Linked DNA regions of Rattus norvegicus: all the other regions are linked to region 1. A link is a contact called in public Hi-C data. All regions are on one chromosome and are shown on one strand. Each heading gives the region's core, a stretch centred on a gene start, on an enhancer-like site or on the middle of the called end of the contact. The rest is flanking DNA. Distances are from core to core; before and after follow the strand shown. Region 1 holds the start of Nr4a3 (nuclear receptor subfamily 4, group A, member 3). Region 2 overlaps LOC120102871 (a long non-coding RNA gene). Region 3 holds the start of Sec61b (SEC61 translocon subunit beta). Region 4 has its middle 25 kb from the start of Sec61b.

The links. Hi-C and Micro-C count contacts between places; a contact is called where the count stands out from the background.
Region 2: a contact with region 1 is called in a Hi-C map of the A7r5 cell line, with 3 times the contacts expected there. The contact joins the enhancer-like site here to the promoter of Nr4a3 in region 1. A contact is called at or near these places in 3 of 12 Hi-C or Micro-C datasets (the A7r5 cell line, frontal cortex and mammary epithelial cells) and 1 of 1 datasets of contacts at active chromatin or transcription factors (oligodendrocytes).
Region 3: a Hi-C map of liver shows a contact between it and region 1, with 3 times the contacts expected there. The contact joins the promoter of Sec61b here to the promoter of Nr4a3 in region 1. A contact is called at or near these places in 1 of 12 Hi-C or Micro-C datasets (liver) and 1 of 1 datasets of contacts at active chromatin or transcription factors (oligodendrocytes).
Region 4: a contact with region 1 is called in a Hi-C map of psoas muscle, with 4 times the contacts expected there. The contact joins the enhancer-like site here to the promoter of Nr4a3 in region 1. A contact is called at or near these places in 1 of 12 Hi-C or Micro-C datasets (psoas muscle) and 1 of 1 datasets of contacts at active chromatin or transcription factors (oligodendrocytes).

The regions. Positions count from the first base shown.
Region 1 is chr5:67,154,500-67,161,336 of GRCr8, reverse strand. Nr4a3 (nuclear receptor subfamily 4, group A, member 3) reads right to left here and starts at 4,139. Exons shown (of 8, transcript NM_031628.2): 1 at 3,617-4,139; 2 at 213-392. LOC134478966 (a long non-coding RNA gene) reads left to right here and starts at 4,191. Exons shown (of 2, transcript XR_010051797.1): 1 at 4,191-6,641.
Region 2 is chr5:66,531,022-66,537,858 of GRCr8, reverse strand. It overlaps LOC120102871 (a long non-coding RNA gene), which reads right to left. Exons shown (of 3, transcript XR_005504751.2): 1 at 5,440-6,837; 2 at 4,813-4,917; 3 at 548-4,652. Among named protein-coding and RNA genes, the nearest start is that of Alg2, 34 kb to the left of the region's middle. Within about 2 kb of position 3,813, at least 10 of the 93 cell types and tissues checked have an H3K27ac peak or open chromatin away from gene starts, as enhancers often do. A contact at or near this core is called in the A7r5 cell line, where this site is marked.
Region 3 is chr5:66,565,950-66,572,786 of GRCr8, reverse strand. It overlaps Sec61b (SEC61 translocon subunit beta), which reads right to left and starts at 3,603. Exons shown (of 4, transcript NM_001106654.2): 1 at 3,499-3,603; 2 at 3,268-3,365. The coding sequence starts at 3,501. Alg2 (ALG2, alpha-1,3/1,6-mannosyltransferase) reads left to right here and starts at 3,900. Exons shown (of 2, transcript NM_001100710.1): 1 at 3,900-4,312; 2 at 5,848-6,837. The coding sequence starts at 3,965. The coding sequence ends at 6,747.
Region 4 is chr5:66,590,684-66,597,520 of GRCr8, reverse strand. No RefSeq gene overlaps it. Among named protein-coding and RNA genes, the nearest start is that of Sec61b, 25 kb to the right of the region's middle. Within about 2 kb of position 3,975, at least 13 of the 93 cell types and tissues checked have an H3K27ac peak or open chromatin away from gene starts, as enhancers often do.

The DNA of each region.
Region 1 (6,837 bases), core at 2,890-5,389:
TGGAGAAATGCTTCGTGTACTCTCTCTGCTCTGCTTGGTAGCAACAGGGTGTGGTATACAGCGGAGCTTCGTGCCAGGAAGCTCCTGTGCTGTGAAATGTAGGGTCAGTAGCCCTACATGTTGGTACTGGGCAGGTTGACCAGACTGCCCGCTGGTTGTTGGTTTCTCCACCCATTTCCCTTGCTCCGGAGGAATAAGGGCTTCGGACCTACCTGGAGGGTATCTTGCGCGCTGAATGGTGGGGCTGGGGGTCTCTCCAGCGGAGGCTGAGAGTGTAGGAGGCGGGGACGTCGGGATAGGCGAAGCAGCCGCCGCCGCTGTGCTGGCCCGCTCTGTTGAGGGTCCAGGCTCAGCGCCCGGGCTTGTCGGGCTGCGCTCTCCCGCAGTGGGCTCTGCAGGCACCGAGAAAGGGGACAGAGATTGTGGTAAGACTAGGCTGGGTCATCTTTCCCAGGGCTGGGTGAGTGGGGTGGGGGTGGGGGACCTGGAGAAACGCTAGATAATTACAAAGAATGTCATAAGGTTAAGTGAAAGCGCTTAGGGCTCACGGAGTCCTGGGCAAGAAGCACCACATCGTCGTAGGAAGCTAAGGGGAGGTTGCCGGCACCCACTGAGCTCACAGCCCTTTCTTTTATGATACATGATGCTAAAATCCCTGCATGGTCGTCGCTAAGAAATTGATCTTTTCTACACCCACTGTTGGTTTCCAGCTTGCGAAGTCAGGAAGACCGAAGTAAGGGAGACACTTAAGGAACGAATAGAGCCCGAATTGGGGATTGTGGTAGTGTCAGTGAGTATGCTGAAGAAAATAGCCATTTTTCAACTCCGACGGCCCCCACTCCTCAAACACAAATTTTACACGCCGCGTAGGAAATGCACAAGGTCCGGAACGAATGCATGAATGCCCGGAGGAATTAAGAAAGTCTGTGCTTTTCATTCTAAATGCTAATGGAGCTTCCCTTCTATTAGTCGCGAGTTTCGAGGGCCAAGGGTCAAGCAAACAAAAGGGCACAGAGGAAAGGCCTAAGCTGGGAGCCTCGCGCTCCGGCAGACAGCTTTGGCTGTGGCTGCGACGGATCAAGGGAGGTCCCCTGCCCTCAGCGGGCGGTGTCCCCGAGGGTGGGCGGCCTCAAGGCTCCAGGCCACCGGGTGGCTCAGAGGTGGTACATTCCGGAGAGCGCCCAGAGCGGCTCCCGGGCGAAAGTCCCGGTGCACAACCTAGTGAAACTTTGTAGTTGGAAGCGCAGCTTGACTGGCAGGGAGGAGGGCTCTAGCTGCCCCTAACTCCGGCTTATAGCGCCCCCTTTGTTCGGGGTGGGCACAGCTCAAAGGTTAGAAATGCGCCCCCTCCCCCCTCGTGGGGAACCCAACCCCCAAACTAACCAAAAGATCTCTGGTGAAAGCTGGACCCAAGGGTGGGGTAAGTTTCATCTCCTGCCACTCCCGCGCCCAGAGTTTGCTTGTAGAGAGAAAGAGGCTCGGGTTCCCCAGGTCTAGGAAATTCTCGATGGCCAGGAAATGGGGGATTCCCTTGCCATCCCCAACCCGAGGTACTCCGACGGAAACCTTGCGCTCGCTGAAGCGTTGGCACGAGTGGATCTTTCCACAGCTGTAGCATGTGCTTCTCGTCCTCCCCCTCTCGCATCTTCAAGGGGGGGGTCTTCCAGCAACCCCACCCCCAATTCTACTGGGTTTCCTATCCCGACTGTCTCTCGGAGCCTTTCAAGAGTAGTCTTTCTTTCAGGGGCAGCCTCTGAACTCTGGTGGGCGGGGGTCGCGCCTCCCCAGGAAAGGGGTTCCTCTCAGAGGTCGGCACCCCGCCCATCGTACAGCCCAGCCCAGAGCCCCATCGCTCTCTCCGCCCCCCGCCCCGATGGTCCGGTTACCTAGGTAAAGCCTCTGCGCCTGGAAACACGTTCTGTCGCTCAGGCTCGTGGCCGCTGGGGCCGGGAGTACAGAGCCTCGGGGTTGTAAATTAGGAAGAAATAACTACCTCTGTCAAAGCCCCTTTCTTTCTCCGGGGCAGACGAAGGGAACACCCCCGTGTTCCTCTCCCCGTGGTGAAGTGTGTGGAGGAAACCGTGAAACACACCATTGTGACCCGGGCTCCTCCGCGGAGTTTCCAATGGGGAGCGGGGGCGGAGGTTGGGCGGGGGCAAGAGAGGTGGAGAAGAGACCGGCAGAAAGGGAAAGACAGAGATTCTCAGAAAGACCGAGGGAGCTGAGACAAACCCCGGGGGAGAATTTCTGTGAGCCAGCGCTGGGTCCAGGATTGGGGGGGGGGGGCTGGGGGCGCCTGTGGAGGGAGTGGTGGCCCGGGCAGTCTTTGGCGTTCACGTTAATGCGTATCTTGCTGCGTTAAAACAACTCCAATAAAGTAATTTCATTCATTGTATTCAGTATGCGCGTTGGGCAGCTTTTCTTTCTCTAACTTGGTTCTGTGAGAAACATTTCCCGATTGTTGGGAAAGGAGCTCCGGAATTGGAATAGCGAAGGAATGGCTGAACCGAACCCTGTAACCTCTCTCCCAGCACTCCAAGGCCCAAGGATAAGCAGCTCGAGAGTACTGATGACCACACTCCCCGCGGCTCTTCCCTCGGGAGAACCCGGGCACATAAACAAAAGGCCACCTCCAAGAACGTTCTTGGAAATCAAGGGACCAATGATCATGAGCTCCCTCCTGACTGCCGGAAGCCTCCAACAGGTTCGAGAAAGTGCCTTTGAAAGCCAGTCTCCGCAGACTGAGCTCTGCCTCTCAGCTCTCTTTTTCATCGAGAACTTTCCTCCTTACCAAGAATAAAAACACTCGGAGCAACTTCTCCGAAAGCGCATTGAAAAGTAGTAACACAAGCCTTTCCCACACCAGTCAAGGCCCGGAGAAGAGGGACGCCGTCCCCACGCGTGTCGGGGCGCGAGAGTCGGCAATTACACCCGATTACCTCCGTGGGGAAAAGTGTAAACCAGCAAGTCGGCGACGCCTGGCAGACGTGCCTAGTGGAGCCCCGGGCTCATTTCAATACAATAAGCCGCATTCCTACAATTACACCCTCTTTGCTGAGCTCCTCCAGCGCCTCTGCAAACTCTGGCCGCTGCTGCCCAGGCAGTGTCCCTCCTAGGCTTTCTCCCAGACAACCAGCTTCATTTCACCATTAGACACATTAACTCGGACCCACCAGAGTCCCTATTTTCAATCCCACTTAAAAGGCAGGAAAATTACTGCCGTTCATCACCGGGGCTCCAACTCTCTGCCGCAGCCGCCGCCGCCGCCGCCGCCGCCGCCGCCGAGAGCATCATTACCATGACAACTAGAGCCGAAATACCCTGAATTACAACGCTGGAGCAGCTATAGCACAAATCCAGGTCCTCCTCTTTGTTAGAGGCTTTTCGCCTCTTTGGGTGGGGAGAAGAATCTCACAAGCTCCAGAGTCCCCGAGGGCCAGCTACAGGGGAAAAGTTTCAGATTGGAGCCCACCGCTCGCCTGGGGAGCAAAGCCTGAGAGGGGAGGCGGCGGGGGGGGGGAGCCCCACATTAAAAGTTGTCAATTTCAGGAGCGACACTTCCCAGCGCGCCAACTTTTAAGCAAGTCCCCATATTAACTGGGCATATTGTACGTACTTGGGTTCTGTGGAGGTTCCGTCTTTAGAGCGAGTTTCTAGAGAGCGACCCCGAAATCTGGATTGGGGGAGAGTCACAGCTGCTGTCCCGGAAGGGCTGCGGTGCACAAACCCAGCGGCTCCCAGAGGCGGTGAGCAGCGGCTGGCTGGGGATGCTGCGATCCCAACTCATGGGAGAGCGCCGCCGAGAGGTTCCGCAGGCGTCCAGTCTCCGGCTGCGACCAGGGGCTAGGATGTCGCCACGTTTCCCACCTCCACGGCCACTGCCCGCTCTGTCAGCGTTGCAAAGTGAGCCCTGGAGGGGCGTCCGGCTGCGGCGCGGCGCGGCGCGGCGCGACACCGGCGAGGGCGCCGAGAGAGAGGGGTGTGAGCGCGCGGGAGAGAGTGGAGTGTGTGTGCGGAGCGTGTGAGCGCGCGTGTGTCTGTGTGTGCAAGTGAAGGAGCGGGTGTGAGCGTGTCTGTGTATGGGGAGCGGAGGAGGAGCAGGCGCTGGAGGGGTGGGGGGCGGGAGGCAGGAGACTCGGCTCTCCCGGCTGCGCGTTCGCTCGCTCTCTCGGCACGTCATTTATGCCACAGGAGCCCTAGCGGCCTCTCCATAGAGTGCCTGGAATGCGAGACGTCAATGTGACGCCATGGGACGCTACGTCACCCTCCTCCTCCCTCCCCTGGCCCAGCCGGTTCCGCGTGTGCGAGGGTGTGTGTGTGTGTGTGTGTGTGTGTGTGTGTGTGTGTGTGTGTGTGTGTGTGTTCGCGCGCGCGCTCACGCGCGTTCCCCGGCCATTCTCAGGGACGCACAATGGAAACCGCGGGGAGCTGCGGACCACAGCCCTGAGGCTTCTCAGATTCGCGCCGCCAACCCCTCTGCACCGGAGCTGCTTGCCAGGGCGCCGGTCTACCGGAGGGTGCCGCAGCCCGCCCGCGGGTCAGGCGGGACCGCCCAGCTGTCAGGCTCCGGGTGGAGTAGAGTTGGAGGAGTGCTGCTGGCTCGCCTCCGAGGCTGCCCCGAGGCACCTAGCCAGGTCGAGGGGGTAAGAGAGAGGACAGCTCTTCCGAAAGGGAAGGCTACGCCAGCCAGCTTCTCCGAGTGACCTGGCAGTCACTGCTGAAGGAGTCTGGCACCAGCCCGAAGACTCCCTGAGGTGCAGCTGTGCTTTCCTCATGCAGTGGTTCTAAGGCTGTTTACGTCTCTCTGGCCCTTTGCGCCTAGGCTAATTTGCCTCTTCCTCCTGTCTGCTGTTGGTGTTTCGCCCTAGGATGCAGACCGCTCCAGGGACAAGATTTTATTTCTTTACACTTATGGTGTGGTGTTCTTTACTGGACACTTTATAATCCAAAGAAATGCACATCGAGCCACGCGCGCGCTGCACGAGAAACTATATATAAAACAAACACACCACACGTGTTGAACAGCTGAGTGAGTCTGACTGTTAAACAGATCCTCTACTCCTCCCCTGCACCGGGTCACACTTGGAACTCGCACTTTCACTTTTTTTGAGGGTCGTAGACGCCTCCCCTTCCATCTCTCAAATGAAATATTTCAAAATCAATCAACAGGATTCATTAAGCGGTCTCTAGGGGATCTTTCCTATGGCCCATTTGTCTTCCAAGTATGCAGAAAGTCTGGGCGACTGTATAAGGGACAGCGATTTCTTCCTGGAAATGAATTTAGGATGTCACTTTCTTGCTGAAAACAAAGCAAACCAGACAAACAAAACCAAAACATGTTCGAGTTTGGAACTCTTAGTTCCAAAGGTGGCTACTAAGTGAAAGTAACCTCTCTCAGAAATGATTGTTTTACGAAGGAAATGTTTGAATGAAACAACTCAGACAGACGCGGTCTCTGGTGGTCTGCTAGAATCCCAAGTGGCATTTTTTTTTTTTTTGACTTGAGCCTGTGGGTGGCAAAGTTGGGGGAAGAGGATCCCCTAGTCATAGCACATGCCCCAGAATCGAAGAAGGTTCGAACTGGGACCAGAAACTCGAAAACAAAACAACACGTGCATAGTGTGCCTCTCTAAGTCTACGCCTCCACTTTCACTTTAGCAGGCTGGTGTGCTTAAGACCGTGAGAGGACGCTCGGAAAGTTGTCCCAGCCCAGAGGAACCGAGCCCCCTGGCTGCGGGTGCGTTCCCATCCTAGCCCAGAAAGAAGGAGGGCGCTCCTACATTGAATCCATTCAAAGGCTGGGGGTTGGGGGAGCAGGACCTGGAGCCGCGCGGCGCTGACGCACGCGAGGCGCGTGATTGACGCAGGCGATGTTACTAAATTGGGCGGTTGGCCGGGCCCAGGCGGCGGCGCGCGCGGCAGATAGCGGAGTAGGTTCCCCTCGGTCACCCCCTCCCGTCTCCATTCAGCGCGGCACGGCGTGGGGCGGGGCGGGGTGGGACGCGCGCGTCCGCGCCGGGATCCGGCGAACCAAATATAGACGGGTCCCGGCTATTTTTAGTGGGGCGTCGGGCGCGCGCGCGCGCCGCACCAAGGGGCGCCCCGACTCGGCCCGGAGAGCGGACTGCAGAGTCGCCATCTTGTACTCGGCTCGACCCGGTCTGGTGCTGGGCAACTGGGGGCCGAGGGTAGGGGGCTGGAAGGGAGGCGCGGGCGCGAGCGAGGCGCGCTGCCTATGGCGCGCGCGCTCTCATGGCCCAGCGCGGTACCCCCCAACTGCTCGCCCCGGGCTCTGCAAGCCTCTGGGCCAGGTCCCGCCACGGAGACTGCCGGGCCAGCCCTGACTCGCGAGGGGGCGGAGCTGCCGGCGGCCGCCACTTCCTGAGAGCCGGGGATACCCATCCCGGACGTCACGGAGGAGTCGAGGCGGCGGTGGCGGCCCGGGGCTCAGCCTGCACTTGCATCATGGGTGAAGCAGCAGCTGCCCCGATCCTTTGTGCCCCCCCCCCCCATTGAGTATCTGCTTTGTTAACTGAAAATACCATGACGGACCAGTGTGATCACCAGTTCCAGACCTCAAAGAAAGTGAAGCTGTCAGGCAAGAAGAGGGAGACTCCCCCAGCCGGCTGCGATGGTATCTGGTGGGTGGGTGTGTAGAGAAGCACTTGACAGTTTTCCACGTATTACTTCTTGCCTAACTCTTCACCCTTAAGAAGGTTTAAAAATAATTTTATTTCCATGCTGTAAAAATTTCATCTGTGTTCTGCACCCCACCCATTCTCCTTCACTTTAAAATCTCATGCAGAGCTGGAATCACTCAATTCAGGAACCCTAAAA
Region 2 (6,837 bases), core at 2,564-5,063, 620 kb after region 1:
GCGTGTGTGTCACATGTCTACTTCAATGTCAGGCCAAGGACTAGCAGTCCTGGTTATGTTTGCATCACTCCAGGTTTCACATATTTTCACATATTCTTACATAGCTTTTCAAGCTTAGAGCACGTGTTTCTCCCATCAAATTGCTCTTGTCCATGATGCCTGCTCTAAGTGAGCAGCAGGCAACCAGACTGGGAAAGGATGTTGAAGGTGCGAGGATCTAGGCTTTCCAGAGGATGAAAGACATCCTGAGGGGCCATCTCAGGACAGTGAGCAGCTCGCCTTGATAGATGCCGAACCCTAAGAAAAGTCAAGGTTAAGTCACAACGATAAGCAGAGAGTGTTTCTCCGTAGAAAGTACTGCTTTTTCTGTTTTTCTTGCAGGTGTCTTCACTTCCTCACACAGATATCAGTAGGTGGAGAGACTTGATTTTTTCTTTACTATTAGAATCTGTGGTCAACCTGTGTCTCCACTGTGCCAGGCAGGTTAGAGAAAGGCTGTGGAGGGGAGTGGTGGGTGAACGAAGAGAAACCCAAGAATGAGCCACACTTGCCAGTTTTAACGAGCTTTTATTCTCCACCCTCATAGTTCTCCACATTGTTTTTGTTTGTTCGTTGCTTTTTCAGAGACTCATTGTAGGCCAGGCTGACCTTGAACTCAGTCCTCTGGCCTCAGGCTCCCAAGTGCTGTGGTTACAGGCTCGCACCCCCATGTCCAGTTTAGGCAGTAATTGTCCTCATTCTAGAAGTATTCTGGGATGGGCTCCAGACCCAGGAAGAGCCCGGCCAGTTCTGGTTACACAAGAGCTGGAGGACTGAAAGCAGAAAGCAGGAGACGGGAAGGATGTTTTCACACACAAAGCTGACTCATTCCATGAAGACTCCTCACCTCCCCTTCAGGGTGTAAGGCTCAGTAAGGCTCGGAGTGCCAGCGTTTCCTCCTGTGTCCCTTCACTGCCCAGACGGCCACTGGTTCTTCATTTTAGTGGTGTAGGAAGAGTGAGGAGTTCCCTCAACGAGCCTCGAGCCTCCTCGAGCCTCGGAAAGAGCACTCCCCGTTTCACTCCCTCTAGCCACAAAGCTTGGACTACAACTGCTGATATAAATCCCTAGCTTCTCTCATCTTTATTTCAGTCAGTTACTACGGCGCTGTGCACAGAATTCAAATGCAGGGTCAGGAAAGATGAGCTTCTAAGCACTGCTGCCCAGCCCCCCACCCCCAAGATCCCTTCTTTAAATTCAGATTGTTTCCTGCCCCATCATTTGCCTTCAGAATTTTTGTCATAGGCAGATTTTTACAGGTCAGCCCAAGACCTGGGGTTTATTCGTGCCCATAAACAAAATCCCAATATTAATTGCCAACTATTTCTGATTCTCAGTTAACGTTCTCAAACATCTTGAGTCCCCAGGGACTCTTTGCCCTGTCATATGAAGATGATGTTTCCAGATTTATATTCCCCAAAGAAGCGGGGAGATCATAAAACCTAATGTATTCCGTGGTTCGGAATGCTAATTTCACCAAGAGGTGAGGGAATATTTCCATGCGGATCGTTACAGCACCGTGTAAGTCGTTCCCATCCTACTTGCTTTTGAATATGTATCTGCCTCTGCATATAGAACGGCTCCTACACCCCCTCTGGGGCTGTGTGTGGGCTGTGCAATGGGGACAGACAGCAAGGACAAAGCTGAGGACAGTTTCCTGCCTGGGGTAAGAAGGTCGAGGATGGTGGCATAAGGTAAGAGGCTGTCTGTCATGTGCAAAATGCCTAGCCAGGCCAGGACACGGAGAGAGTTCTGGCCTAGAGAAGGAGAGCACAGTAGGGTCCAGGATGGACAGTGGATCTATCCACAAAGAGGTCTGTCCTAGGAGATGGAGCATGAACAGGTTGTGGCATGCCCAGAGCCCATGAGGTTGTCAGCTCTCTAGCACTATAGCAATCTGAGATAACCAACTTGATTTTGGCTCACAGCTCGGAGGTTCTAGCCCCTTCCTTTGGGCCTGTGACAAGCAGCACATCACAGTGGGAACGCATGGCGCTACAAAACCACCTCCTCATGACCAGGAAGCACAAGGAAAGGTTGCAGAGCCCAGTGGCCTGCATCTCTCACCGGGCTCCAGCTCCTAAAGGTTCCACCATCTCCCGATAGCACCACACTAGGAACCGAGCTTTCAACACATGGACCTTTGGGGCATTCAAAATTCAAATAATAATAATCCAGCCATATAGAGGCTAATGGTAAATGGGGTGAGAGGCATGGCTCAGTAAAGCTACTAGAATAAGGAAGATTTGATTTAGTCAGAATTTTATAACTGGTCCTGCCCCTGTTCTGTGCTTGAACCCTTTCCATTCTAGTAACCAAGACAGCAACACCTGACAAAGTGTCTTACACATAACCAGGGCACCCGGAAAACATGGGAGAAAGAACCGTGAGTTCTACTGCTTGAAGGAGGCTCAGCGTGTCCATCAAAGTGACACTAGGCATCTCATTACTTGTCCTGTGAATCAGGGAAGTCTCTGAAAGCAGGGCTTAGATCGTGGTCCCTTGTACCCTTCACTAGGTTACCAAGAAGGTCACTTCTCGGTGCCCAGTTCTATCTATAAATTGAAGGTGATAGTATGACTCCATGTCTCAAGATATCTATGAAGGCGATTACAGTCTTGTGAGTACATAGCACTTAGCCAAGAGCCTGGCACAGGCTTTGAAGCCAGTACACGCTGCTCTAAGGACCCTGATGCCAGTCAAGCTTTGTCCACAGGCAGAAAGCAGCCATGATGCCTCTTAGAAAGAGCATGGCAGGAACCCACTTTACTCTAGAAAGGCACCAGGGCAGGTTGCTAATGCCAGAACTGTGGGGGGAGAGGAGGCGACTGTGCCTTGATGTGAGTGCAGCAGCAAAGGCGGGGGACTCATGCACATGTGGGAAGCAGGGGCGGGGGGGGGGGGGTGAGAGTCCTGGACAGAGCAGGGAGAGAATCACAGGCCCACCAGGGACAGAATGGGGGTGAGCCCCAGACACAACAGTTTCACTCTCCAACCGACCGATGCTTCCTGAATGCCACACGTAAGGATGGAGACAACAGGTCGAACTGTTGACTTACAGACAAGACCATGGCCCTTCTTGGCTTGGTTTGTTTTGGAGAAGAGGACTATGCTGAGAACATAGCTCAGCAGGGGAGGACTCAGTGAGCATGTGCAAGGCCCTGGCTTCTATCCCCAGCAGCCTGGAGAGACAGAGATATGTGTGTGTGTGTGTGTGTGTGTGTGTGTGTGTGTGTGTGTGTGTGAGAGAGAGAGAGAGAGAGAGAGAGAGAGAAACATACATACATACAGACAGACAGATTCTGAATATGATTGATTCTGTTCATCTATATTAAGGAAGGTTTAAATGTGTGGTTAATGAGTATTCCCCTAGACACAGTAAGAGAAAATAAAGACATGAAAATTTGCGTCGTTTTATGGTCTTAGATGACTCCTTCCTTTGTCAAGACACTTAGGTGCTTCTCACTTCGTCTGTCTCATTTTAGCCTCATGATCTCTAGGGGTAGGGGTGGGGGAGTCCAACGGCAAGCAATACCATCCCATTTCATACATGAAGGCCCTAAGGCTGAGAGCATCAGACCAGGCATCTGAATCCAGTTCAGTCCTCATAAACCGAGCACCTGACCACCAAACAAGCTATTCCTACACGTCAGAGGAAGGCTTGAAAGACTCTGAAGATAAGAAGGTCTCAGCAACCCTCCACCATCACCTTCCAGCCCTCACCAGTGTAGGGTTGAGCTGGTTCTGGGAACCAGCGATGTGTGTGCAGCTTTCGCCCTCTTGTGGCTGATATGCAAAGTGCTCGACGGAGGAAGAACAAAGGCTGCTAGCGTCCTTCCCTCCCCCGGGGCCCAGGAATGGGGGTTGGGGGTCCTGGACTTGGCTCTAGCGGCACGATGGACTAATGAGCTGTACATCTGCTCAGGAGGCAGCTGTTGAGTACCTGACGGAAGGGTCGAGCCTGAAGGAATGAAATGAAAATTTGATTTATGTCACTTGCTCTGGCAAGCTTTGGGGAAATGACCAGCCAGCAGCGCTGCCCCAGCACTCATGAGGGGTGAAGGGTGAGCGTGTGTCTCTCTGTCGCTCCACCTCACCCTTCAGCTGTCAACGAAGTCCTCCGTGGGGAACTGACTCTTATGCCCCTCCTTCAGGCAGCTGACTTGCCCCGCTCTTGCGGGAGATGGGGGCCTCTGGTTCATCTCTGCTATGTCTGAATGAATGGGTCTCATTACACTTTACTTGTTTGGATATACAAGCAAGTGTCCTCGGCTCTGGGCATCAGCCAGCTCCAAGTAGTTCAAGTAGTAAGCAAAGGGGTCAAAGGGTGTGTCAGCTGAGAGGACGGCCACGCCCACTACATTTTCAGACCAGCGTCCATCTCCGGGAGGATCAGGTTCCTTTGAGAAAGGTGGCTCTGTAAGCGCCAGGTCTCCTGGTACTGTGTTGCAGGTGTATGGATGAGGCCACGGGTGGGCGGGGCACTGACTCCAGAGCTTGCTTCTCCACCTGCCGGTCCAATTTCCTCCTCTCCCAGAAGTATTATGGGAAACACCAATAACATGTCTTCTCTAGGGCTGGGCTTCCTAGAGAATCAGCCCTAGGGAAGCTCCCTGGCAAAGGGCACATCTAGATACAGACACAGCAATACAAGACAGTGGTCCCCAGCCAGCGACAGAGTCAGTCTGCCTGAGTGGGGACACTCACTGCTGCCATCCTCACTCCCCACCCCCACTCCCCCACCCCCACTCCCCACCCCCGTCCCTTAGGCACCTCACATATACTTTCTCCGTATTTCATACTGCCCTATAGAAAGAGGGGCTTCATCTAGCAGCCGATGGAAGCAGATGCAAACATCAAATGGAGCTCTGGGAGGTCCTGTGGAGAAGAGTAGGGGATAGGGTTAAGCTAGCCGGAAGTGGTTAAGGACACCATAACTAACCTGGGCCTGTGGGGGGTTCACAGAGACTGAACCACCAACTAAAGAACATGCATGGGTTGGTGCTCATCAGCGTTTCTTCTTTCTCTCCCCCTCTTCCCTAGATCTCCTACACAATTGTAGCGAATGGGCAGCTTGGTCTTCCTGTGGGTCTCCTAACCACTGGGCTGTCTCTGACTCTGTTGCCTGCCATTGGATCCCCTTCCTCTACCCGGACTGCCCAGTTCCACCTCAGAGAAGGTGTGCTCAGTTGGGACTGGATGTCCCAGGGTGGGGTGGTACCCAATGGGGCTTTACTTTCTCCAAGGAGAAAATGAGGGAGTAATGGGGGGGGATTTACAAGGGAGAGACTGGGAGGAGTGGAGTGGAGGGGTTCGATCAGGGCGTAAAGTGAATAAATAAATTAATGAAAATTAATTTAAAAAAGAAAGAAAAGACAAGGTAACACCCTGCTGGCCCACCTGGTAGAATGGAGTGCCCGGCATAATTAGATTCTGGCCTTCACGGAGGAAAACCTGGGAAGTATGCTCCAGTCTCTGTAAACCATTTAGGAGGTGGGAGATATTTGAGACAGTCTCACTCTGTGACTTAGACCAACTGGAACTCTCAGCGGTCCTCCTGCCTCAGTTTCCCTAGTGCTAGAATTTCAGATTCGAGTCACCACACCTGGCCAAAGCTGCTTCTTTGCTCACATTCTTCCCATAAATTTCCTCTCCCCGAGGTCATCAAACCATTTAGGAAAGGAAAAACATGTCTTCAGACTAATTTTTTTCCTTGAGTGTTTATATTGAATGAGTGAACTAATTAATAAATTGGAATTCTGCATAGATTCCTGTTACTGAAGCAACAGTCCACCATTGAAACGTGCATGATCTCTCCACCGTCCAGGCAGAGCTGGTGATGAGCGAGGGAGTCATTCATCCCCCGAGACCCAGAAGACCTTCCTGCCAAACCAAGGCCATTTAATATTTCCATTAATGGCTTGAAGGATGGAAGGGAGACCCAGCTAATCACATTTCTGCAAGCGCTGAGGCTGGAAGGGATCTTTGCCACTTCGGAGGCCCAGATTAAAATGGGAACCCAACTTGACGAATTGCAGAGATGGCCCTAAATCAATAAACTGAGCGGCAATAAAGATAAATACCAGCTGTGTGAGCGGGGCTAGGGAAATGCTCAGCGAGTGGTGAGGAGAGAGATGAGTTTTGAGGGGGGCCAGGAGGAAGAGCCTGGGTAGAAATTGATTGAGTCATCGTGGTATTGGTAAGGTAGAGGCTGGGCTCTGCCACCCACTGGACCCCAAACTTTAGGGAGATAAAAAGTGACTCAGAGAGCTTCGCAACATGCGAACGTCAGAGCTTGGCCTGAGACGGTGACTCAGCGATTCTGGATCCAGGAGGAGAAGATTCTGGCGTAGGTGGACCATGCAGGATGCTTTTGGGAAAGCAAGATGGCGGAAAGCATTTGACTCCATCACGGTCTCGCATGGTTTCCTCCCTGCGATGCCTACCCTCAGGGATTCTCCGAGTTACAGCATTGCATAAGCTCGGAGATATCTCTTTAGAGGAAAATGAATTCACAAGGCAAGAGAGCATAGTACTGAGCCCAAACTTTGCTGAGATTGAATCAACTTCGTGAGCTTCATCCATCCAGAGTTCCCCAACTATTTTGAGCTGGAAGCCTCCTCCCACGCCCCACTCCCACCCTTTCCTGCTGTGTTCTGCGTGTCTGTCCGACCTCAAAGGCTGCTGAACTCCTTTCAGCGCCCTTGGCCCTGGGCTCTTTCATTTATTCGCACAGGATCACTTAAGGTTCCCACTCTTGTTTCCCACAATCCCCCGCGAAGAAATTGTTGGGCTGAG
Region 3 (6,837 bases), core at 2,354-4,853, 590 kb after region 1:
ATAGGAACACCAATACCCCTCGTTACCTTATGTGGGGAGCTAGCTGGGGCACCCAACGGAGGCCACTTTCATCTCTTAATCTTCAATGAACTCTACATCTTCTTCCTGTACTTTTAACCGAACGCTGTTCACCCTAACCACGTGCATGCTTTGGGCTGCCGCTATGGCTGCTGGCACGTGCTGGAGCTCACTGACCTGCCTGTCTACTTACTGTTCCTGTTGCCTAGGAGGCCGATCCTCCCTGGCCCAGAGTGTCACTTGCTCCCTTGCACTCACAGGTCTCTATTCATGAGCCACTCACCCTATCCAAACCAACCACCCTCACTCTTTCCTCGGCCCAGCTTCCTTAATTTATTGGCTTCATCACTTGAAACCCCATGACCTATTTATTTGCCCTGGTTACCCATGGCCTCCCCAATGGGAAGAAGTTCACAGGAAGCAAACAAGCCCTAGCTACCTTTTTTACAAGAACATTCTCCAAGGTAAAGCAAGGCTCGTCCTGGCAGACCTTTAGTTATTATTCCATAACTGTCTTAATATCCTTAATTGTTCCACCATCTTAAACGTCTAATTTCCACCCTTTCTGCAGGAACACCATGTAGCGGGCAGTTCACAGTATGTGTCTCTAGGATGTCCTCAATCATTCTCATCCTTGTGGCAGCTTCCTTTTCCACTGTATTGTGCAGAGCCAGGGCTCTAACCCCAGCTTAATCGTAAATCCCACACATTCCTTCTCTGAGGCCCTATTACTGCTGTCACTTCATTCAGAGAGGGGTAGAAATTGCACGCTACGCAGCCGAAGTATCACTAACCATAGCTTCAACGCTTCTCAACGAATGGACATAGTTTTAGATAGACACAGCGATCACAACTACCTCACATCGCTAACCATAGCTTCAACGCTTCTCAACGAATGCACATAGTCTTAGATAGACGCAGCGATCACAACTACCTCACCATCCTACATTTCTAGAATGAATTTTGTACAGTTTGCGTATATAGCCACACACTCACTAGCACATGTGAATGAGTTCTGTACACGCCATACATATAACCACTGGCTGTCTAGTTTTACAGGCTCTACAATACCAGAACCTAAAAGATGTCATCCTTATCCAGAACCTTCAAAGTTACATCTGTCACCTCACTTGTGCACTGGTTGCCTCATTTTTAATTATTATCCTTTGATAGTTTCGTAATTAGGTACTCTCTGGTTCCCTAAGAACTCTCAGACGGCCAAACTTCCCTCTTAATTCCTCTTGAACAAAAACCAATCCCCAAAGAACTATACCTACACGAGTATCCCCCCCCCAAAAAAAAAACCTCTGAAATCCCAGCTAGCAACGAGAAGCACCTCCATAATCTAAACCACAGCTCAACATCCTTTGCTTGAATATCTTAATGACAGAACATTCATGGTCACTCGGGGTCACCTTACCACTTCTGACAGTTCTATTACAACTTCCTTCTCCAAGCTGCAATCTGTTGCACATGTTCAAACCACCTACTTTAGACTTTCAGATTTTCCTGCCGTAGTCAACAAGGAAAGTCCCTCCCATCCTCTTTCCTTGTTGTTTGTGTTGTGTTTTGTGGGTCGTGCTAGGGACCAAGCCCTGCAGGCAAGCTCTCTCTTACTGAGCTACCTACCCACTATATCCTCAAGCCTTCCTCCTCACATTCTTAAGGTTAGTTTGAGAGTACTCCTTGGTGTTTTCAAGGTCCACTCCTCTCTACCAAAACCCTTACTAGTTGTTGTACAAACACAACAATACAGTTGATTGATTGCCTCGGTCAACGTTTATTGTAGCACCATTTAAGATGGGGGCTGGAAAAGAGGACTTGGGTAGATGCTCTGTGAAAGCAGAGGAGATGAACATGTAGATATAAATACTTGTATACTGTCTCAATAAGGGTTTTCCATTGCCGTGAACAGACACCATGACCAAGGCAACTCTTAGAAAGAACAACATTTAATTGAGGGTCAGAGGTTCAGTCCGGTATCATCAAGGTGGGAGCGTGGCAGCATCCAGGCAGGCATGGTGCAGGCAGAGCTGAGAGTCCTACATCTCCATCTGAAGGCTGCTAGTGGAAGACTGACTTCCAGGTAGCTAGGATGAGGGTCTTATAGCCCATGCCCACTGTGACACACCTACTCTAACAAGGCCATATCTCCTAATCCTGCCATTCCCTGGGTCAAGCATATACAAACCATCAAAAATACTACTACAACTATAATCCTAGCACAGGAGAGGTGAAGGCAGGTTGTGTGAGACTGTCTAAAAGGAAATTAGGTAACTAAATAAATAGTTGAGAAGAGTCCAGACATGATGATGATGGTGAGCTCAGAAAACTGTAGTGAGTTCAGAATTGCTAGCTCACAGGAGGGAGAAAGGAGAAGCCTGGGGTCCCTCTGAAGGCACCACAAGAAACTTACAGAGAACCTAAGTGAAAAAAGTTAACAACAGGCTGGAGGATGGGAAGTGGGGGAAATACAAAGTAGAAGAAGTTAAGGGATAAGTTAGATGGACAGAAATGGAGGAAGCAAAGTAGTGTGGTCTTCCTGTGAGGTCTGGCATATGACTGGATGGAGAAGGCACACCAAATATGACTGGATGGAGAAGGCACAAAAAAAAAAAAAAGTAGTGACATTTAAAAATAAGGAGACACTGAGGCTGGACAAATGGCTTGGAGGTTAAGATGGCTTGGAGGTTAAGAATACTTGTTGCTCCTGAAGAGAACCACAAATCGGTCCCCAGTACTTATTTGGTGGCTCACAATCATTCATTAACTGCAGTTCCAGGTGACTTCGAGGGCACCAGGCCAGAACGTGATGCACACACACATACATGCATGCAACACCCACACATATACAAAATAGATTTAAAAAGAAAGACACACAGCTGGGATGGGGAACCAGGATGACAGGCCGTCGTGTAAGGCAAATTTTGTTAAACAGTGTCTGTGGGACCTCCCGTCGGAAGACAGAAAAGTAAAGCCTCACACACATCAGCCATATGCCAACGCTTTTCCTAAAGTTGTTCCTGATCCCAGTCTAACTTAACTTACCTTTAACTAAAAGTGGCCCGTGCAGAGATGATTAAGGAGAGGAAAACCATGTCTCTCTCCTAAACTAACTGGATGGCCACGTCAGCTCGGGCTCACCCGGACCCTATGAATCTTCCCATCCTGGAGCTCTTTCCAGCAATGCAAATTCCTGGGTCCCTCGCCTCTCCCAGGCATAACGGGGCCGCCCACCGAGCCACTTACCTCTGCCGGACAGTGGATCCCGCCGCCCGTGCGGCCACTGCTTTGCTAGGAGAACGCCCAGAGGAGCCCACGTTGGTGGCACTAGGCGTTGGACCCGGCTGCAGAGAGAAGCAGACCAACAGTGAACATCGCGGGTCCTTTCCACACCTCCGATCCCACACCCACCCAAGAAGCTGGGAAGAGCAATGAGGTCCCGGAATGAGAGAGACCAAGACAGGGGTTAGTGCGCACCATGCTGATGTCTAAGAACAGTAGGCACAAGAGATATGAAGATGGTAGTCGGGAAGTTGCGGAGCACTCAGAAGACTCCTAGGGACAGGCTCTGGCACCGCCCCCGGCCGGCTGGCAGGGTCTTCGCAGACGCTAGGATGTTTGGGCTGACCTAAGATATGCCTGTAAAAATTATGCTGAGAACGACTGGGCCGTGTAAAAGTATAGACCTTTCGCTTCTTTTATTTAATTTATTTAGCGTCTTTCATATGGTCGAAAATCACCAAATTGAAAGCTTTGGACATGTTCACACGAAAAATTAAATCAGGCATTTTCTTAGAGTCCACAGATTTATCGCTGATGTGTCCTAAACTGACGCAAGCGTAGTTGCGCTGGGTCGGCTTTCAGTAGTCAGCGGGAGACCGGGGCGGAGCTTGTAGGAGCTAGCAGAAGCTCGAGCGGAGAGCGCAGGCGCGGCTGATCTACCATGGCCGAAAACCTGTACCGAACCCGGTCCCGGGTTTACAGCCCATCCGTGCTGTTTCTGCACCCAGATATGGGTATAGGCGGTGCCGAGCGCCTAGTGCTGGACGCGGCGCTGGCGCTGCAGGAGTACGGCTGTCAGGTGAAGATATGGACCGCGCACTACGACCCAAACCACTGTTTCATTGAGACCCGCGAGCTCTCGGTGCAGTGCGCAGGGGACTGGCTGCCTCGCAGCCTGGGCTGGGGCGGCCGCGGCGCCGCCATCTGCTCCTACGTGCGCATGGTCTTTCTGGCGCTCTACGTGCTGTTTCTCTCCGGCGAGGAGTTCGACGTGGTGGTGTGCGACCAGGTGAGGCCGCCACTAATTCTTGGTTGGGAGTGGTACCTCCATTCTAGGTTTTTAGGAGCTGTCCAGCAGGAGTCCCCAGGGAGAGAACGGTCACCAGTTTTAGTATGGACCCTTTAAAATGGCAGATCGCAGGGACATCTCTCCCCCGCCCCCTTCCTTTCGTTGAAGATCCTTGAGATAGGGCTCACTTGCCTGCATTTTAAAGGTTTAGCCTGGGGATTAAATTGATTGGATCCAGGTAGTTGTTGGCATTAAAATGTCGCCTTCCGGTCACACCTTGTAGCTGACTCTGTTTACTCTTCTCCGTTATTCCTATTGTCTCTGCTTCCAGGTCGCGTCCATCCCACCCTCTCCAGCCTTCCTAATGCCGCCATTCCGGTACTTAGCAGTGCCGTGGATTAAAGTCAAGCTAAACGTATCATGTCCCCTTTAAAACTTTACCATGGTCCCCATCGGTCTTTGGAGAAAAGTCCAGTTATTTTATCTGATCAAGTGTCTGAGCTTACATATGGAAGCCATAGGTCAATGTCAGGTATCAATGTCTCAGCTAATCTGCACCTGAACATTGGAGTCAGGCTCTCTCACTGAACCTGGAACTGAAAGATTGAGCTAGATTTTGGGACAGGTATTCACTGCCATACCTTGTATTCCTGGGGTCAACGCCTCAGCCCCGCCTTTATTTTTCTTTTAATTGAGAAATAACATTCACTCTGGAGTCAAAGTTCAAATAGGAAGTATAATGTAAAAATTCCCTGTTCCCAGCCTTGGGAGAGCCACTGTCAACAGCGTCTTCTGCATCCTCCCAGAAATGATGTGTGGCCATGGTAGAATTCGTATCTGTTTCCTGCTACATCTTACTTGTACGTAATTGGGATTCGGTGTACCTGGAGTTGGAAACTTTGCTTTTGTTCTGCAAAAATTTGAGACATCTTATTAATATTCAAGATCCCTATCAGTCTCTTGAGGGGCTGAAAAGTCCCCTTTATTGAAATATCCTGTAGTTATTCTTCCCTAAAAAACAACCAGGTTTGAGGGGTGTGTGTGTGTGTGTGTGTGTGTGTGTGTGTGTGTGTGTGTGTTCCTAGGTGTGACACTAGGTGTGATATCTTCACACTACATTTATCTCACTTCTTACATAGTCCTCTGAGGAAACTCCTGAGGGGCGGGGAAGACTGCTGTGGGTCATGGAGTAGCTCACTGTAAATGTCAGTTTTCCGGACTTTAGTTCCAAGGGTGTCACTTTGTTCTGCCACAGTCTACTCGGCTACCCAGTGCTCTTATCCACAATGGATGCTGCTGTGCTCTAACCAAGCAGACAGATGAACATAGCCACAGTTGCTCCAGGGATGCTTTAATTATGATCCTGAGCTGCACTGAACCACCCTGAGGAAGCTGTATGGTCATGGTTAATGTAGGTATTTACCCAGATCCTATGGGTTCAGTAATGCCAGGCAGCTAGGCAAGAACAGGAAAAGGATTGTGTCCTGGGCGGTTGAGGCGACCAGTCACTCACCTGCTTGTTTCACCTTGGTTAGGTGTCTGCCTGCATCCCTGTGTTCAAACTGGCCAGACGGCGGAAGAGGGTCCTCTTTTACTGTCACTTCCCAGATCTGCTGCTTACTCAGAGAAATTCATCTCTGAAGAAGTTCTACAGGGCCCCCATCGACTGGATCGAGGAGTACACCACGGGCATGGCAGATCGCATCTTGGTCAACAGCCAGTACACAGCTTCCGTCTTTAAGGAAACCTTCAAGACCCTGTCTCACAGAAATCCCGATGTGCTCTACCCATCTCTGAACATCGGCAGCTTCGACTTGGCCGTTCCTGAAAAGATAGATGACCTAGTCCCCAAGGGGAAACAGTTCCTGTTCCTCTCCATCAACCGGTACGAGAGGAAGAAAAACCTGCCCTTGGCCCTGAGCTCCCTGGTCCAGCTTCGCGCTCGGTTGCCGCCTCAAGAGTGGGAGAAGGTTCATCTGTTCATGGCTGGCGGCTACGACGACAGGGTCCTGGAGAACGTGGAGCACTATAAGGAGTTGAAGAAAATAGTCCAAGAGTCAGATCTCGAGCGGCACGTGACCTTCCTGCGGTCCTTCTCAGACAGACAGAAGATCTCACTCCTCCACGGCTGCTTGTGTGTGCTCTACACGCCCAGCAATGAGCACTTTGGCATCGTCCCTCTGGAGGCCATGTACATGCAGTGCCCGGTCATCGCTGTCAATTCCGGTGGGCCCTTGGAGTCTATTGTCCACAAGGTCACGGGGTTTCTGTGTGAGCCCGACCCAGTTCACTTCTCGGAAGCCATGGAGAAGTTCATCCACAAACCATCCTTAAAGGCAACGATGGGCCTGGCCGGAAAAGCCAGGGTGGCAGAGAAGTTTTCCGCTGATGCATTTGCAGATCAGCTCTACCAGTATGTCACCAAACTGGTGTAGTCGGGAGAGTGTCAGGTAGGGTCTGTATGCCTCGTGCACTGCAGTCCCTCTTCTGGGTTGTAGAAGCACCTTTGAAACCAAAAGAGGAGG
Region 4 (6,837 bases), core at 2,726-5,225, 560 kb after region 1:
AGCTTCCTAAATCTGAAGAAATGAGAAGAAAAAGCCTGAAGCTACTGCTCAAAACACATAAGATGGGTAGAATTTCTACTTCTCAAGGGCTTCTGGCTAAGGATCTTCCAGCAAGCCATGACATGGGCGCGGTCTGCCCACAGCCCACAGGATCTGGATTTTAGAAGATAGGTTAGCTCTTTTGCCGTGTACCACAGCGCCACCTATCAGAAGTCGTGTAAAATTGCATCATAACCACCAGCCCGTACCTACCAAATGCAGACATCACTATGGTAAAGAAACAAGAGTCTGCCCTTGAGAAGTTCACGATCCATCAAAAGACTAGGCTGTAGAACAGAGATCTGTGAAAGTGTGTGGGGAAAGAGGAGTTGAAGCTGCCCTTCCCAGAGGGTTCCACAGGGGGAGCTACTCCATCCATCTCTTAAAGATTGGTAAAGATCATAGGCCAGACTGGCTGACAATGGCAGATGATGAGAGCGCGTCTCAGATATCGGAGGTAGAGAAAATTCCAGTACATTAAAGGGGGTGGAATGCTGGACTCTCAGTCTTGCTCAGCTTCCTGTTTGAGGAGAAGACTCAAATCCCAAATTGGGAGTATCCACACTAGAATCCATGTCTCCCGATTCTCACTGGGCCAGCCCACTCCCGAGGCTGTGCACTCAGAAGACCTGATGGCAGTCCAGACCATCTCCACATGTCTCTATAAGACCCTTGTCAAGTACCTGGCCTCTACATCTCGGATAATCTATCTGTAAACAGAAATAATAATAATAACAACAACAAATGCTCAGCCCAACACTGAGTTGATGCTTAATACTTAATAATCAGATTTTAAAGATGATAAATTTTAATATTATAATATTATTGGTGTGTGTCTCAAACTACTGCTGCAATAGCTCCATTGTCTGAAAATTTTTTGTTGGTTTTTTTCTCTTTCTCAGTTACCTGTACAGAGATTCCATGGAAAATTCAAGAGATAACTCATACATACACTTTCATTGTGTGACATTCTGAGAAGCAGAATAATCTCGTGCCAGTTCACTGGGTCAGTCCCACTGGAGACGGGAAAGGTTGCTGTGTGCTGTGCATCCATACTGTGTGTGCTACTATGAAAGGCTTCTTGGCTAGCCACCTCCTCTTACCTGGCATTGGCAGAAAGTCAGTCGTCTAGTTCTCTGCACCGCCCTGTGCTTTGAGCTTCTAATCGGGCTCTGCTTTTGAGGGAAACACGATTTGTTAGACCATCTGGGACGACGGCTGTCTGGGTTTATAAATCTCAAGGTCATAATCAAAGCTCAAAGAGGTCAGGATCCAAATCACACAACCTTGTTTTTGAGCGTAATTCATTAGATTTCACCTGGAAATGTGAGGGAGCAGAGGGCTGGGTTGCTCACAGCAGCCTGAACACAGGGGAAGGGGCCAGCAGAACCAAAGGCAATGCTATGCCAGCTTCCTTTACATTCCTAGAAGATCCCAAGGGCTGTCAAAGACCTCCCAGCACTATGAGGCATACCAGTCACTAATAAAGCACATCCAAAGATCACTATTGTGGCCAGGAGACGGTTCAGCAAATGAAGGCACCCAGCCCAAGACTGCTGACCTGAGTGTGATCCCCAGAGCACACAGGAAGGAGGAGAGAATGACTGCACAAGGTTGTCCGTGTCATTTGACCTTTCCTTTGCACCGTGGTGCAAGTACACACACACACACACACACACACACACACATGCACGTACACACACACATGCACACGCACGCATGCGCACACGCACAGGCACACACACACATCCACTCATAATAGATAAAGTTTAAAAAAATGTTCACGGTTGAGAAGCACAGGTGGGGTCTGCTTGTATGAGACACTCAGGCTAGAGGGACACACACAAAGGTGACCCCATGAAGCCAGGAGGGGTGGAACGCAGTAGGATCATTAAGAACCACACACAAAACCCTGTAATCCAAGGCTGAGAAGCTCTCACACTACAGAACCAGTGCGTGGAGTCATGTGGCCCAAGAGAACTGCAGGAAGAAGTGACGGTCCAACGGGGCTTTGTGGGAGACAGAATCCAGGCCAAAGCACTGAGGTCAGAAGCACCGAGGAGAACTAGTTAAGTATAGAGTCTACCTCCATCATCCTAGTTAAGCAACTAGGAAAAGGTCTGGGCCCAACCTGATTGACTTGGTTTGTGTTCTATTTGGTTAGAGCTTTTGACCTGAGGGTATTTGTTTTATGCTGAGACAAGGCCACACTATATAACCTAAACTGGGCTAGGACTCTTTTTGTTTGGCTTGCTTCCTTCCTTTCTTTCTCTCTTTCTTTCCTTCTTTCTTTCTTTCTTTCCTGCTTGTGTGGTTTTTTTGTTTGTTTGGTTGGTTTGGTTTGGTTTGTTTTGGGTTGGGTGTTTGGTTTTTTGTTTTTTGTTTTGTTTGTTTGTTTGTTTGTTTGTTTTTTGTTTTGTTTTTTGTCTATTTTTAAGCCAGAGTCTCATATAGCCCAGGGTAGCCCTCTAACTTGCTATATAGTAGAGGATAACCTTAAAGTGCTGGGCTTACAGATGTGGGCCACCATACCCGGAGGGATGGATGAATGGGCTGGGAAGGGAGGTTACCTGTAGCCACATCCATTTCTATGTGTATCTTCCCCTCCCAGGCTTCAGACCAGACTTACTGTCAGAGTCTCCTGCTTTATTTATTTGGGTACCACTTTAAAGTAATCCCCCAAATTGATTTCATTGGTCTCTAGTAGATTGCAAGCTATCGTTTGAAAAATGTCAAACCTAGTATGATTCTTACGGCCCCCTTCAACAAAAGAAGAAAGAAATGGTAGAGATCTGAAAGTGTGGGCTGTGTTGGGGGTAGAGGGTACCCCACTGTGGCCAGAGGACAAGCAGTGTAGGGAGTGGGAGGAAGAGCAGAGAGAGCATTTTAGGAAGGGCCTGTGGCTGCCCTAAAACTGAATGACACTCTGGGTTCAATCACCAGCACCCATGAACTGGATGGTATGGCTCACGCCTGAGACCCTGACACCCAGCAAAGGGGGCAGGGGGACGGGATAACAGGAGAGTTAGAAGTATGTGGTCATTCTCTAGTATGCACGCATTCGAAGCCAGTAGAGATACTGTCTCAAAAGTGTGAAACACCCACACATGACCACTACAGCTCTGTTAAGACAGCCCGGAATCAGGAAGAGCCCACCGTCCTTCAGTGAACACACGGAGCCATTTGATGTCGTAATCTGTGTAGTGCGCTGCTGCTGTATGCTAGGGGGTGTAACACCAATACATGCTCCAACATGAACCTCAGAAACAGGCTCAGTAGATACCGTACACCCACGCGAACCTACATATGAAAGATCTGAAATCTGCCTGCTAGAAACAGTCTGTGGCCCAAGGCTGGGGATGAAGCAGCCTGGTGGCCAGAGTGCAGGCTCTCCCAGGGTGTGCTTATGGCTGAAATGCAGAAAACCATTGCGTTGTTCAGTGTAAACCACGGCTTAGTGACTCATGGTATGGGAACTACACGTCTATAAAGCGATAGCAATGAAAACAAGGACATAACAGTGGCTCTCAGAGACGAGCAGGGACAGCACAGAGACCAGCTCCTCTGACTGTCCTTGTGGCCCAGGAGGAGGCATTCAAGGCCAGGCGTGGTATAGATTTATGAGAGGGGTGGCTGCCTGTGCATCAGCCAGTCATGGGCAGGGCAGAATGATTCCAGGAAGGCTCTGGCACACGAAGGTGGCCCCTGACAGCCATGTCAGTGGTGCCAGGATAGAGGTTCTCACCCAAGCACTGGAATCAAAATGCACCAGCTTCCAGCCAAACCATCCACGTGCCTGGGATGCTATGTGAACCCCAGGTAGCCAGAGGGCTCACAATCAGCAGGTGGTGGTGACAGTCAGTCAAAGAATCCAGCCTGTTGGCCGGCAGCCTCCGCATAGCATAATGGAGACTCACGCTCACATGAGGCTTCTGGAATCTCTGCGGACAATCCCGAGGTCTGTGGGAAATAAATCATGTCTGTACTGTGAAGGTAATCCCAGCTAGGCCCAGTACCAGCACACGATCCTGCCTGACTTTCACTTGAGGACAAGTACTGCCTGGAAGTCCTCTCTGTCCAGCACCCCCCTTGTCTGCAGATCTCTCCACGGAAGAGGGGAGTATGAAGGACGCCATTGTTAGGTTTTATAGATGGTTGGGGTGGTGTGTCCTTATAGGTTCCCACGCTGGAGGTTGGGTTGCGTCCTCCTTGCTTGCCTCTAAGTTGTTTTTCTTCTCGGCTCTTCTGAATGAACCCATTTGTGAGACATGGGGTGGGGGTGGCAGAGTTTAATTCCCAAAGGGAAATCAAGAATCCTACCCAAACACTTTATACTTCTGAGGGAAACTGAGGCCTGAAGAGAGAGGAAGACTTTCTCAGGACGGGCAGAGCTGACAAAGCAAACAGTTCTTTGGTCAGTACAAACCTCTTTCCAGAGACCCCGCCGCCATCTCTGCAAGTTAAGGACTTTTCTACTAGAAACTTGAAAAGTAGATGCCAGCTCAGCCAAGAACATGGGGAAAGGGGGAATCGCGGAACCTAGGAGAAAGTTCCATGACCCATGCTTCTCCTATATAACAATGTGTCCCTAGAAATTGAGGTAATGAGACCCAACTTTTTAAGTAATAAAGTCACAGAGCATATTCTCTGAACCCCTTCGCCTTGAGCTCAGGCAGGGAAACAAGACCCCAGAGGACAGAAGGCCGATGAAGGTCACAGAGGCGAGACGAGCGTAGAACCAGAGTCGAGGCCTTAGGAGTCAGGGCCAGCCGGCTCCATGACACTGGGTCAGCCTGTCAGCAATCCCTGTCTCAGGGCTCATGGCCAGCCATGAAGTGACTTGTCTCAGCTTTCCCTGCGGAGTCAGCTGCCCCTTCAGCCCTCTCGGTGCCAGGCTGAGGCTGCATTCTTCCCTAGCCAGGGCTGGGAATGGGACTGCCTTCTGATGCCACTGAAGCTGCCTCATTTCTGTGCTGGGGCCCTGGAGCAGCTGGCCCCAGGATGTGAGGCAAGCCCAGCTCTGAGTCAGCCCTGGCTCGTCCGTGATGATCACCTGCCCTCCAGGAAGCTTGGGTTTTACTGCCCCCTTACCAGGTACCACAGGAGGACATGCTGAACTCTACTGTGGCTTGAGGACATGGTCAGGCTGCCCTGGGCAGACAGTGGGGAAGAGAACCTGAGAACCATCCTGGCAGCGTCCCTCTCCTGAGGGCGACTTCAGGACACAGCAAGGAGGCAGGGGTCCCAGCATCCTGCTCACATGTGAGGTAGAACAGACTGTCCTGGCCTCTGAACCACCAGTTTCAGACCAGCCAGTGAGGCTCTGAGAACTCAGACCAGTTTAGCATGTGCAGGCTCTGAGGGACAGACTTCTCTCTCCCCCATAGCCAGAATCAAGGGTACAGGAGGTTAACTCCCTGACTGTGACAAGATCTCTGTGAGTCAGAGTCCCCAAATTACAGTCCAAGCTCCACATGGCACAGGGCAGAAAGTAAGTGCCCAGAGAGTGGCTGAGGCCACACAGGCCCCTAGAACCAGGGTAGATCTGAGTTTCGTCAAGTGACTTCCTCAAATGCTTTCAGAGCAGAGAGGGACAGCCTTGCCCAGGCCCTAGAAGGGTCATGGACGGCTGTGCCATCAGCACCTCAGTACTCTGAACAACCCAGCAAGCTAAGTCAATCACCATCAAGACCACGCATGAGAATGAACACAGGCATATCCACAGACCCCCACCGGCCACACCATGTTCTCATGTCCCTTTACGTCATCAAGACGTCCAGTGGACAGTAGAACCAGCTATCTCCAGAGAACCCAGAATGGAAAAGAAGGGGGCTGCTGCCTATGTCATACTGAGCCAGTGGCTCACCACCGTGACCTCTGGTCAACAGAGGCCTGACCCTCCGACTCACGGGAAGGTCCTCATGGCACAGAAGAGAGGCTCAGTCACACCCACAAAAGAGGTCATAACCCCTGCCAGGACAGCCACGAAAATAGAGCTTATGAGGACAATGGATACAGAGAAGAGAGCCCTGGCCAGCGGCCCCCATCCCCCACCAGCTTCATTTGGAGGAACAGCTCAGCCTCTTCTCATCTTGTCATTGAGAAAGAACGTAGAGCCAAGGGTCTCAGTATGTCCACCCACCCATGCTGTGGGGCTTGAAACTCCTGACCACCCTTCACGGGATATGCTGAGGGTCAGAGGAGGAGGACTCGAGGGGAACAGAGTCCTAGACTGGAAGAGGATGAAGAATGTGGTTTCCAGCTGCCGAGGAGGGGTGGGGTTGGAGAGAGGAGGGAACAGGGAGGTGAGAAAGCACAACTGGAATGTCAATGTCACTCAATGCCCTTCTGGGACTGGGTGTCCCTGTGGACCACGGTCACAGGCAAGGCCATGGAAGAGCACACAAAGGCAAATAGGGAGTTGCACAAGGAGCCCGCAAGAACTGGGAAGCTGCCTTCCAGACAGCCTCGGTACATACACAGCCTGTGTCCACCTCTGCAGTCACCACCTAGTGCTACAGAGAGGGACGCAAGCCACTTGTCTTGGAGAGCCACCACTGAAGAGAGGAGGGTTGCCTCAGACTCAGCTGCTAAGAGAGAATCAAAGTGGGAGCCGCACAGCGCACCAGTTGCCACGTGTCCCAACATCACACACAGCCGGCAGCCTGACAAACCTTGGCCTTTGTGCTATCTTTTCTGAGGCAGGCATAACCCTGGTTTCCATCAATTGCAGGCAGAAAATCCTGCCACTTCTGTGTGTACCTGGCATAGGTTGTATCTGAGTCACATACACAGGGG